Regions from separate parts of the Xenopus laevis genome. Here region 1 is linked to region 2. Evidence: chromatin contacts called from public Hi-C data. All regions are on one chromosome and are shown on one strand. The core of a region is the stretch at or near the end of the contact, and the rest is flanking DNA. Distances in the headings are between cores, read along the strand shown. Region 1 holds the start of dlx2.S (distal-less homeobox 2 S homeolog). Region 2 overlaps dync1i2.S (dynein, cytoplasmic 1, intermediate chain 2 S homeolog).

What was found. A called contact is a pair of places that touch in the nucleus more often than the background predicts.
Region 1: a contact with region 2 is called in a Hi-C map of the XTC cell line, with 5 times the contacts expected there. The contact joins the promoter of dlx2.S here to the enhancer-like site in region 2. A contact is called at or near these places in 3 of 4 Hi-C or Micro-C datasets (the XL177 cell line, the XTC cell line and animal cap).

Annotation. Positions count from the first base shown.
Region 1 is chr9_10S:66,787,820-66,792,388 of Xenopus_laevis_v10.1, forward strand. It overlaps dlx2.S (distal-less homeobox 2 S homeolog), which reads right to left and starts at 1,930. Exons shown (of 3, transcript NM_001095731.1): 1 at 1,375-1,930; 2 at 673-857; 3 at 1-357. The coding sequence starts at 1,696. The coding sequence ends at 25.
Region 2 is chr9_10S:66,500,545-66,505,278 of Xenopus_laevis_v10.1, forward strand. dync1i2.S (dynein, cytoplasmic 1, intermediate chain 2 S homeolog) reads left to right here. Exons shown (of 18, transcript NM_001091343.1): 5 at 585-608; 6 at 4,117-4,176; 7 at 4,529-4,644. Among protein-coding and RNA genes, the nearest start is that of dync1i2.S, 20 kb to the left of the region's middle. Within about 2 kb of position 3,022, at least 1 of the 7 cell types and tissues checked has an H3K27ac peak or open chromatin away from gene starts, as enhancers often do.

The DNA of each region.
Region 1 (4,569 bases), core at 680-3,179, 290 kb after region 2:
TCTGTTGGTGGGAGCAGATTAATTCTAGTAGATAGTCCCTGCAGAGACTGGATGATGGTGGAGCTGGTGCTGTTGCAGTAACGAGTTGGACTGGAGGTGGGGGGCAGGATTGGAAGTTTGATACCAGGAATAGTTGCCCAGAAAAGGGCTGGAGGCAGAAATGGAGTTCTGAAGGACAGACCCAGAAGCTGCTCCCTGCAACCGCTGGTGCTGCCCGAAGTCCCAGGTGGCAGTTGAGGCAGGAGGGGAGCTACAGGGGGAAGATTCGCTCCCTACAGGCAGCTGATCCGATGGCATCTCCCCGTTCTTCCACATCTTCTTGAATTTAGAGCGACGGTTCTGGAACCAGATCTTTACCTGCCAATGGAATATCAGCAGAAGGTGAATCTATTGGAACATCTAATAGCATTGGTAGCGCAGCCAGTACATAGGATCGATAACCATTAGCAATTTGCCAAATCCTGTGATGAGGCCAAAACGTCGTACAGATTCTAAATAAACATATAAGTACACGATATAAACCCTCGATCTGTTAGTAAACTAGACTTCCTTGCTCGCCATTTACTATGTACATATTTACCATGTACTAAACCTCGAAGAACTACATAATTCCCCCCCCCCCACCCCCATTTGCCTGATTGAAACTGCCAATAGGGTTCATGTTGTGCCCACCTGTGTTTGGGTCAGGCCTAGCGAGGCTGCCAGTTCCGCTCTCTCTGGTAGTGCCAGGTATTGGGTTTTCTGGAATCGCCGCTGGAGGGCCGCCATCTGGAAACTGGAATAGATGGTCCGGGGTTTGCGCACTTTCTTTGGCTTCCCATTGACCATCCTGACCTCAGGCTCGCATTCTTCCTTCTCTGCAAAAACAATGAAGGTTAATATTTGGAGCGTTGCCCAGCAATAGGCAGACAGAGACACACAGGGCACCACACTGGCAGTTAGTAATAATTGGCAGTGGGTGATGGACCACAATGCATAACATGGGCAAAAAAGGAGGCACACAAGAAAGAAACAATTTATCTTTTGTATTTAGGAAAAGCTTGCAATCTTATGCCAATAAACAAGGCCTTCTTGTTCCCCAGAGCTTGCTATAAAATGCCAATCGATCCTCCTTACACCCACAGAGCTAGCAATCTAATACCAGTACCAGTATCCCCTTGCACCCCAGATCTTGCAGTCTTTGCAAACCTTGCAATCGAATGGCAATTGAATAGAATCCCCTAGTCTTCTACAGAGTTTACAATCGCATGTTTGGACAGCTAGAAGCCTTTTGTACCCAAGAGCTTGCACTCTTATAACTCTAATGCACAAAGGAAGGAAAAGTGTGAGCTAAGGCTAATTGCGGATCTGTTATACGCTGATGCAGGTACTCACCCGGGTCGTTGTGTGGAGGGGAAGGACTTGTTCCATAGGGCCCATAGGAGCTGTAAGAGCCACTGTATGACAGATCGTACGACTTGGTCGAATAAGAAATCCCATTGATAGTAGCACCAGGGAACTGATAGGATCCGAGCTGCCCATAAGGAGAGCCTGCCCCGCAATGCTGCTGCTGTTGGTTGGTGTAGTAGCTGCTGTCCGTGGCAGTCGACACCGGCAATGTCGGGGATTCCTGCGACTTATGCAGACTGTGGTAACTGCTGGAGGGCATGTGGTTGGAATGCATATCTGCTGCCAAGCTGTCAAACACTCCGGTCATAGTGTTAGGGGCTGTGGGGGACACAGCTGAGACTGAAGGGGCTGCAACAGGCTCAGGGGTGACACCAAAAAACTATAACGCAATCAGTTTCAATACAACAAAGAGACAAGGGAGCAGCGATCAGAAGCGACAGGCCGGGCGGTGGGAGGACGCTGGAGGCATGTTCTCCGCAGCTGGTGGGTTTGGTCGCTACACAAGCTCGGGGGGAGTAATCGCTCACGACCGCACGCTGAGAATTCGGAAGATTGTCTGCTGTTCCCAGCTTCAGCGCCAGGCATTTAACTCTCGTCACGTGACACGCACAGACGTCATCAACCAATCACATCCCGAGAAAAACCTCAAGTCTACGCTCTACCCCTGGACTGTTGCTTTCTCCGCCCACGTGTTGCCCCTGCGTGTGTCTGAGTGTATCCCTCCCTGAGTGTATCTATATGTTTGTCTGTGTGTCTGTGTGTATCCCTGAGCGTATCTATGTGTGTGTGTGTGTCTGTGTGTATACCTGAGTGTATCTATTTGTGTCTGTGTGTATCCCTGAGTGTATCTATTTGTGTTTGTCTGTGTGTATCCCTGAGTGTATCTATATGTGTGTGTGTCTGTGTGTATACCTGAGTGTATCTATCTATGTGTGTCTGTGTGTATCCCTGAGTGTATCTATATGTGTGTGTGTCTGTGTGTATACCTGAGTGTATCTATATGTGTGTGTGTCTGTGTGTATCCCTGAGTGTATCTATATGTGTGTGTGTCTGTGTGTATCCCTGAGTGTATCTATCTATGTGTATCCCTGAGTGTATCTATATGTGTGTGTGTCTGTGTGTATACCTGAGTGTATCTATGTGTGTCTGTCTGTATCCCTGAGTGTATCTATATGTGTGTGTGTCTGTGTGTATCACTGAGTGTATCTATATGTGTGTGTGTCTGTGTGTATCCCTGAGTGTATCTATATGTGTGTGTGTCTGTGTGTATCCCTGAGTGTATCTATGTGTGTGTGTGTCTGTGTGTATCCCTGAGTGTATCTATGTGTGTGTCTGTGTGTCTGTATATGTATGTGTCACATGATCAGTGTGTATATGACTGTGTGTATATTCCTATATGTATGTGTCTAACTGTCTTGTCAAACAGGGAAAAGTAAGTCTGGATACACACATTGCGGTGTTTCTAATGATAAAGACACAACAGTACGATTTAATAAAAACATGCACTTATTCACACTCCTCTGAATGGTGATGTAGCTACAGTATAGGTGGTTGATATAAGTGTTTATGTGTGTGAGTTCATATTGCACACCCAGGTGAGAGCTGCCAGTGACATTCCTACCTGGGAAGAAATTACATGCATTACCATTGAGTTTCTTTGTATCCCTTTTAATCTCCAAATCCTGTAAAAGAAAACCCAAATCCTGTCTGTAAAAGAGCAGCTTCCTCAGCGATCAAGCATCTCGGCCAGGCAGTGAATGCAGCAAGGGCAACATCAGCACAGAGATTTAGCGTATGAAATGCGCCAGGTTACTTACTGGCACCCAATCCTACTAGTAATGATAAACTGCCTAGTAATTGGTTGCTGTGCCCCAGCTCTTTTCCTTTGTCCATTTCTTGTGAAGAACGAATTCAGATACTTAAACTGGATTTGGGCATTAGCCAGGGCCCTAAAACCTACTCGCCGTCTGCATTTATTGGCCCTGAAACAGCCACTGGGTCTGCTGACATTACTGGTACTCCTCTGCTCCAACCATTCTGCAGAAATAGTTTGGGGTGGGAAACATTTACACCACCCTCAGAGTGGGAGGTGGATAGTAAGGGTTAAAAAGTACAACAATATTTTCAGAAAATTATGTCTTATCGCAAAAAAATATTTAAACTTTGCCGGACTGTAAACATATTCGATTTTATTGACAATGACATCATCGCTACAATCTCAACGATTCAGGACAGACTTGTTTTCATACAGACTGAGACTTTTTAATCTTATACTATGGCATCAACACTGCCCTCTCCTGCCACCCAGTGGTGATCCAAGTGTAAACCGCTATCACCCTTAATTAATAAAACGCTCTAATCTCGCCGAGGCGCCAGCCTCTCCTTGCTCCTGGGTGTCCAAAATAATAATTAAAAAGCCACAAAATAATTTTGTGCTTAGAGTCTGATGGAATTCATACGAACATGACTTGCTGGTACAGGAGTGTTGTGATGCAAAAGAGCTGATTGTGTCAAATTGGCTTCCATGTCTGGGCAGGGAGTATTCACATGGCACCAGCCAAGATCTAGCTTTATTTCTATTGCAGCCTGTTGGCAGCTCTATTATGTGCCCACGTTGCACTGCATCTGTATAGTATGTCATCTTTTTGTTGTTTAAGTTACAGACTGACGTTCAAAATAGGTCCTGGAATTTTGAGTATTAAGAGGTCCAAATAGCCCCCTCTTTGGCATTTGCCAGAACCTACTGATTGTTGCTATCTCAGGCTTGGCTTCTAGTGACACCAGCAACCATAAGGTTTTACTGAAATGTCAGTCTCTAGTCTGAGAGTATTTATCTTTTCCAGGGCTGGCATCAGAAATCATGGGGTCTGTATGACAACTGGTGCCTGCCCGCTGCATCCTTGCCCCAGCCTTGCCCATAGCAATTTATTAAAATCTGTTGGTGTTCAGCTTCCCCCACAAGTTATTAAAAAGCCATTGGTGGCCAGGTCCCCCAATAAGTTAAAAATAATTGGTGGCCAGGTTCCCCCATAAAAGTTTTTTTTTACAAATATTGGTAGCCAGGGTCCCTCATAAAAGCTTTTTTTAAAAAATTGATGGTCAGGGTCCCTCATAATTAAAAAAAATGATGGCCAGGAGTTCGATTCAATTCGGCAGCAGCTAATGGCTCTATTCGGTGGT
Region 2 (4,734 bases), core at 1,772-4,271:
GTAATTTAATATATTTTGACTTGATGATGCCATGTTGAATCCTTCAGTGTAATAATTAGTATAATTGCTTTAGCTTTTAGCTTTCTTTTCAAAGCACCGTCCACTAATGTGTTTAGATGTTTGCATTAAAGTAATAACGATTTCCAAGCTGGAAGCTGACATTTCTTCCTTTCTCCCCCAGTTGCTGATTCAAGTAATGCACATGCTATGAAAGTACTTGATGACAAGCAGAATGACTTGGCCTACTTTGTGTAGCTTTTATCGGCCTGGATTTTACACCAATTTAATTATTTGGCTATTTGACGTACTTACTGCAATAATTTGTGTTCCACAGAGTTTCTATGAGATTCCTAAACTACAAAGACAGTATCCTTTGGCAGTGTGACTGGGTAACTGTTAAGTTGCATAATGTCCCTTCATTCATCACAAAAAGTACTTTCCAATAGGAAATGGATGTTGGCAGCTTATGGAAAGTTTTAAGACTTCTAATGCAAACTGTTAACACATCAGTGGAGTAGTATGTGTGCCTTTAACAACAATCTCTCGTGATACACATTAACCTGCTGCATGTGCTTCTTTTACAGTGCCAGGACTGCAGTTACCTCAAAGTAAAGCATATATCTTTTATTTCTTTACTTGGATAAACTTGCTCTTGTCAGTTTTACTTATGTTCAATCATTTGCAGCTCAAACAAATGCTTGTTTCCATGTGGTCACAAAGATATGTGTATCCTTTAATCACCTTGCAGAACCAGCATCCACTAACCATTTAGAGTTAAGCATTAATTGTCTCTAAAAAGTAAGTTTAAATTACCATTCAGCTGTAGAATTGCATTTATTTGCTGTATCACTGCTTGGTGCATAATTTACTGAATGGCCAGACTATGCAGACTGATTTGCAGGTTGTGATCAGTCTATGACTCTGTATATAGTCCAGCATCAAGCTAGTGTGGTTGCTTAGTGCCAGTCAGGAGCAGTTAAAATATTTTATTGGTGAACCTATCACATACAGCAAGTGTTAAACACTTATAGTATCAAAGCAGAAAAACCAGCCTGGTTCGGGTGAGAAGGTATTAACATGCCTCATGCTACACACATAGTACTGCCTTTATACCAAAAATGAGAGTTTATCTCTCACATAAGGCATTATGGGCGAAGACATGCAAATCCTTTTTTTTTTTTTTTTTTTCCTATTCTGGTAACATTAGTCTATGCTGCCCAACTACAGCACATCATGTTGGACAATGCAACATTCAATTATATTCTAAAGGCCCCCATACACAGGCCGATAAAAGCTGGCTACAGACCAAGTCGACAGCTTATTGGCATGTGTGTAGAGCCCTCCGACCGGCTCTCCCGATCGATATCTGGCTGAAAGTTGGCCAGATGTCGATCAGGCAGAGTAAAAAAATCCGCTGCATCTTTTCGTCGATGCAGTCCTAGGATCCGACCGCTCGTTTGGACTCCATTCTAATGATCGATGAGCCCTGGGGCCTACAATCAGATCAGCCCGATATCGCCCACTTCACTGTGGGCATATCAGGGAGAGATCCCTGTGTATGGCCACCATTAATGACTGTATACAGGAATCTATGAATGTATAGGTGTTCCAGGCAGAGGGCTCAACTTTTACTGAGAAACTATCACCACCATACATTTTGAGCATCTGGGTTTAGTTTTTTCTGTTCAATTCTGTAATAGACGTATGGTAGGTCTCAGAATGCCTAAGGCTGTGCTTAACCTATAATTACAACAATGTCACATCTTGGAGACCCTATCAGTTCCACATCCCAGTGGAAATGCAGATTACTTCCTTGGCAAGGAGCTGATGTGTTCTCCCTTTTCCTGTACCAATATCACCATTTCCTGCACATGTTTTCTGCTGTGGGCAATGTTACAAGATACTGATCACTCACACAAACACATACAAGCCCTGCTTAAGGTCTCATGTTGTAGAGGGCTCGGGATTGCATCGGAAACAGGCAAATACATTCCCGTAGCACCTTAATTCTTTGGTATACTGCTGAATATTTGCCTGGAATGAGACACTTCTGACTTTCACAACCAAAAATCATTAAAATGCAAAAATGTCATAAAATAGTTTAGAGCTCTCTGAATGATTTTGCCTTTTACCTGGCAGTCATTTCCTGGAAGTGCAAATATATTGGCTGCTATCAAAGCTGTAACAGGGTTCAAAGTGAATTTAAAAGCATTTCTTTGCATTGGAATTTCTCCAAAGCTGAGAATATCATTATTGATATATGAGCTACTTCTTGAAAAAAGCTCTTTTTATATGTATGATCTGGTAATTCAGCTTTCCCTGCTGAAATAACTGTATTGCTGGCAAGCTAACTTTGCCTGCAAAAATACCTGCAACATATACAACATAAAGCCCTTATGCTTCTGTAAATATTCTCTGTGATCCTTATAATATTCTGTGTGGCCTCTGTATCACCTTATCCCCAGGGAAATCGCACGTGGACTAATGTTTATCCCTGTCCCAAATTCATCTTTCCTAGACATAGAATTCCTTCACCTCTGATGCATGAGCCCTTTGCCACTGAAACATAGTTCTGTACCCAATAAAGACCTTTCAGTACAATTATCTTGTCCTTCACGGTGCCAAGAACTACATTTTCTAGTTTTAGTTTTATATCTTTTATAAACATGTCATGAGTAAATTTTTGTGACCAGGTTTCCAACAGCCATAACTGGATATTAGGCTTGTTGTCATGTTCCAACTGAAAGCAGTGCTCATTTCTCCTTCTGTATGTTAAGGTATTTTGTAAGATTCCTAAAGTGTTCATTCCCGGGAATACTCCATATGCTGTTGAGTGGGAAAGGCCTTTGCTCTGGTAAATTATTGATATCTCAAAATAAGGCCATGATTATGCAAAAGTGCTGACACTTGTAGTTTTCACACTCCTTGTTACAGTTCACTGCTTCCCAGTACTGGCATGCAGTAAATACAGCTGAAAAGAACACATTAGCCCTTATGTCACGTTTCCCTGCACTCATGCATGCGTGAGGACATTTGGCTGCTGTTGTCAGTTGAGCATCTGTAGACAATTATAAAATGAACTTGCTTCAAACCTTTGAAAAGTTAATGTTAGCAATGACATTCCAGTCAAAGGAAATGTATCTGCTTAAGGTATTTAGTTGCAACAGTGGGATCTGATCAAATAAACCACTAAACAGCAACATTTCTCAAAGTGCAGACCCCAGAAATGTGCACTTGTATTGTAGTCAATAAGGGGATTATTTATCAAACGTCGAATTTTGAAGTTATGTGAATTTTTTTTTAACTATAATAAATTTGAATGTACTCACAACTTGAATGGGATGTTATTTATGAAAAAAAAACTTGAATGTCTAACTTTCAATCGAATAGGAACGAGTTCCTGCAACATATGGGAAATAACTGTACTATAGTCTGTGGCATAAACCAATCTACTGGAAACACTTTCTTCTTTTTAATTTTATCTAAATTAGGCATAAAGTAAGCAAATTAGATTCTCTGCCACTTTATGTGGCAAAGTATTGAATTAGAACTGTTTCCATGGTCTAGGTGTGATAAATCTCACAATCGAATTCAAATTCGAGTTGGTGGTTTAAAATTTGAAATTTTGAGTTTTGATCAAAAAAAAATTCAAGAATTAGAATTTACCATTCGAACCTTAATAAATCTGCCCCTAAATACAGAAGAGGAGAGTTCCTGCAACATATGGGAGATAACCGTACTATAGCCTGTGGCTTAAACCAATCTACTGGAACCACTTTCTTCTTTTCAATTACTTCTGGTGTTTAGGTTTGGGTGGTGGCCCAGAAATCTGAAGATAATTCTGTTGGTGGTATAACTTGTGAGAAATGTTTAATTTTAGAAAATGCAGAATCTAAGCATGTCTAAATCAAATTCATTCTCTAGTTAAATATGTGATTTTTCTAAAATGGCTTACTAATTGCATGAATGTGAATTAACCAGATACCCTTTAATTGTGATTTGAAAGCAATATAACTTTTGTGTCTGCAGGATAGATTAATGATTTAGAGAGTATTTGCTTAACTAACAATATGACCTTTTCTGCTAATGCTACATGGTTCTCTGGCAACCAATCAGGACTCTGCACTGGGATACTGATCCGTCTGTTCTACAGCTTCACTCTGATTCCGATATGGGGTATTTCAACTGTTTATTACTTTATTCTCTGTGTATAATATATGCTGCATCTGTTGCTGCCTTACGAGAACATATGTTGCGTAAAGTAAAATAAAGATTTTACCCAAATGATGCTAAACAACAAAATACATTCTCCATATGGAGCCACAGTACAGCTTGATGGGGTAATGTAACAGAAAGTCTTTGGTTTGTCAATATTTAGTCATCGAAAGCAACCACTGTGTTTATTTTCAAGCATCTGCCCAATAAATGATTGGTTGCTGTGGGTTACTAGAAAATACCATTTATTACATTATCCTCTGCATTTTGTGCATACTGCTAGCACTTTAATGATACCCTTTTTCCCAAACAGACGAGGTCCCATGAAACTTGCCATGTCCAAGGTCTCTCAAGTGGATTTCCCTCCCAGAGAAACTGTCAGCTATACGAAGGAAACTCAGACCCCATTCCTAACCAAGGATAATGAGGGTAAGTGACTCTGTATAAATTTGTCTAACTTCCTTTTGTACCCCACACAATTCATTAACTTTTGCAGAGCATATCCAAGAAGCCCCAGTT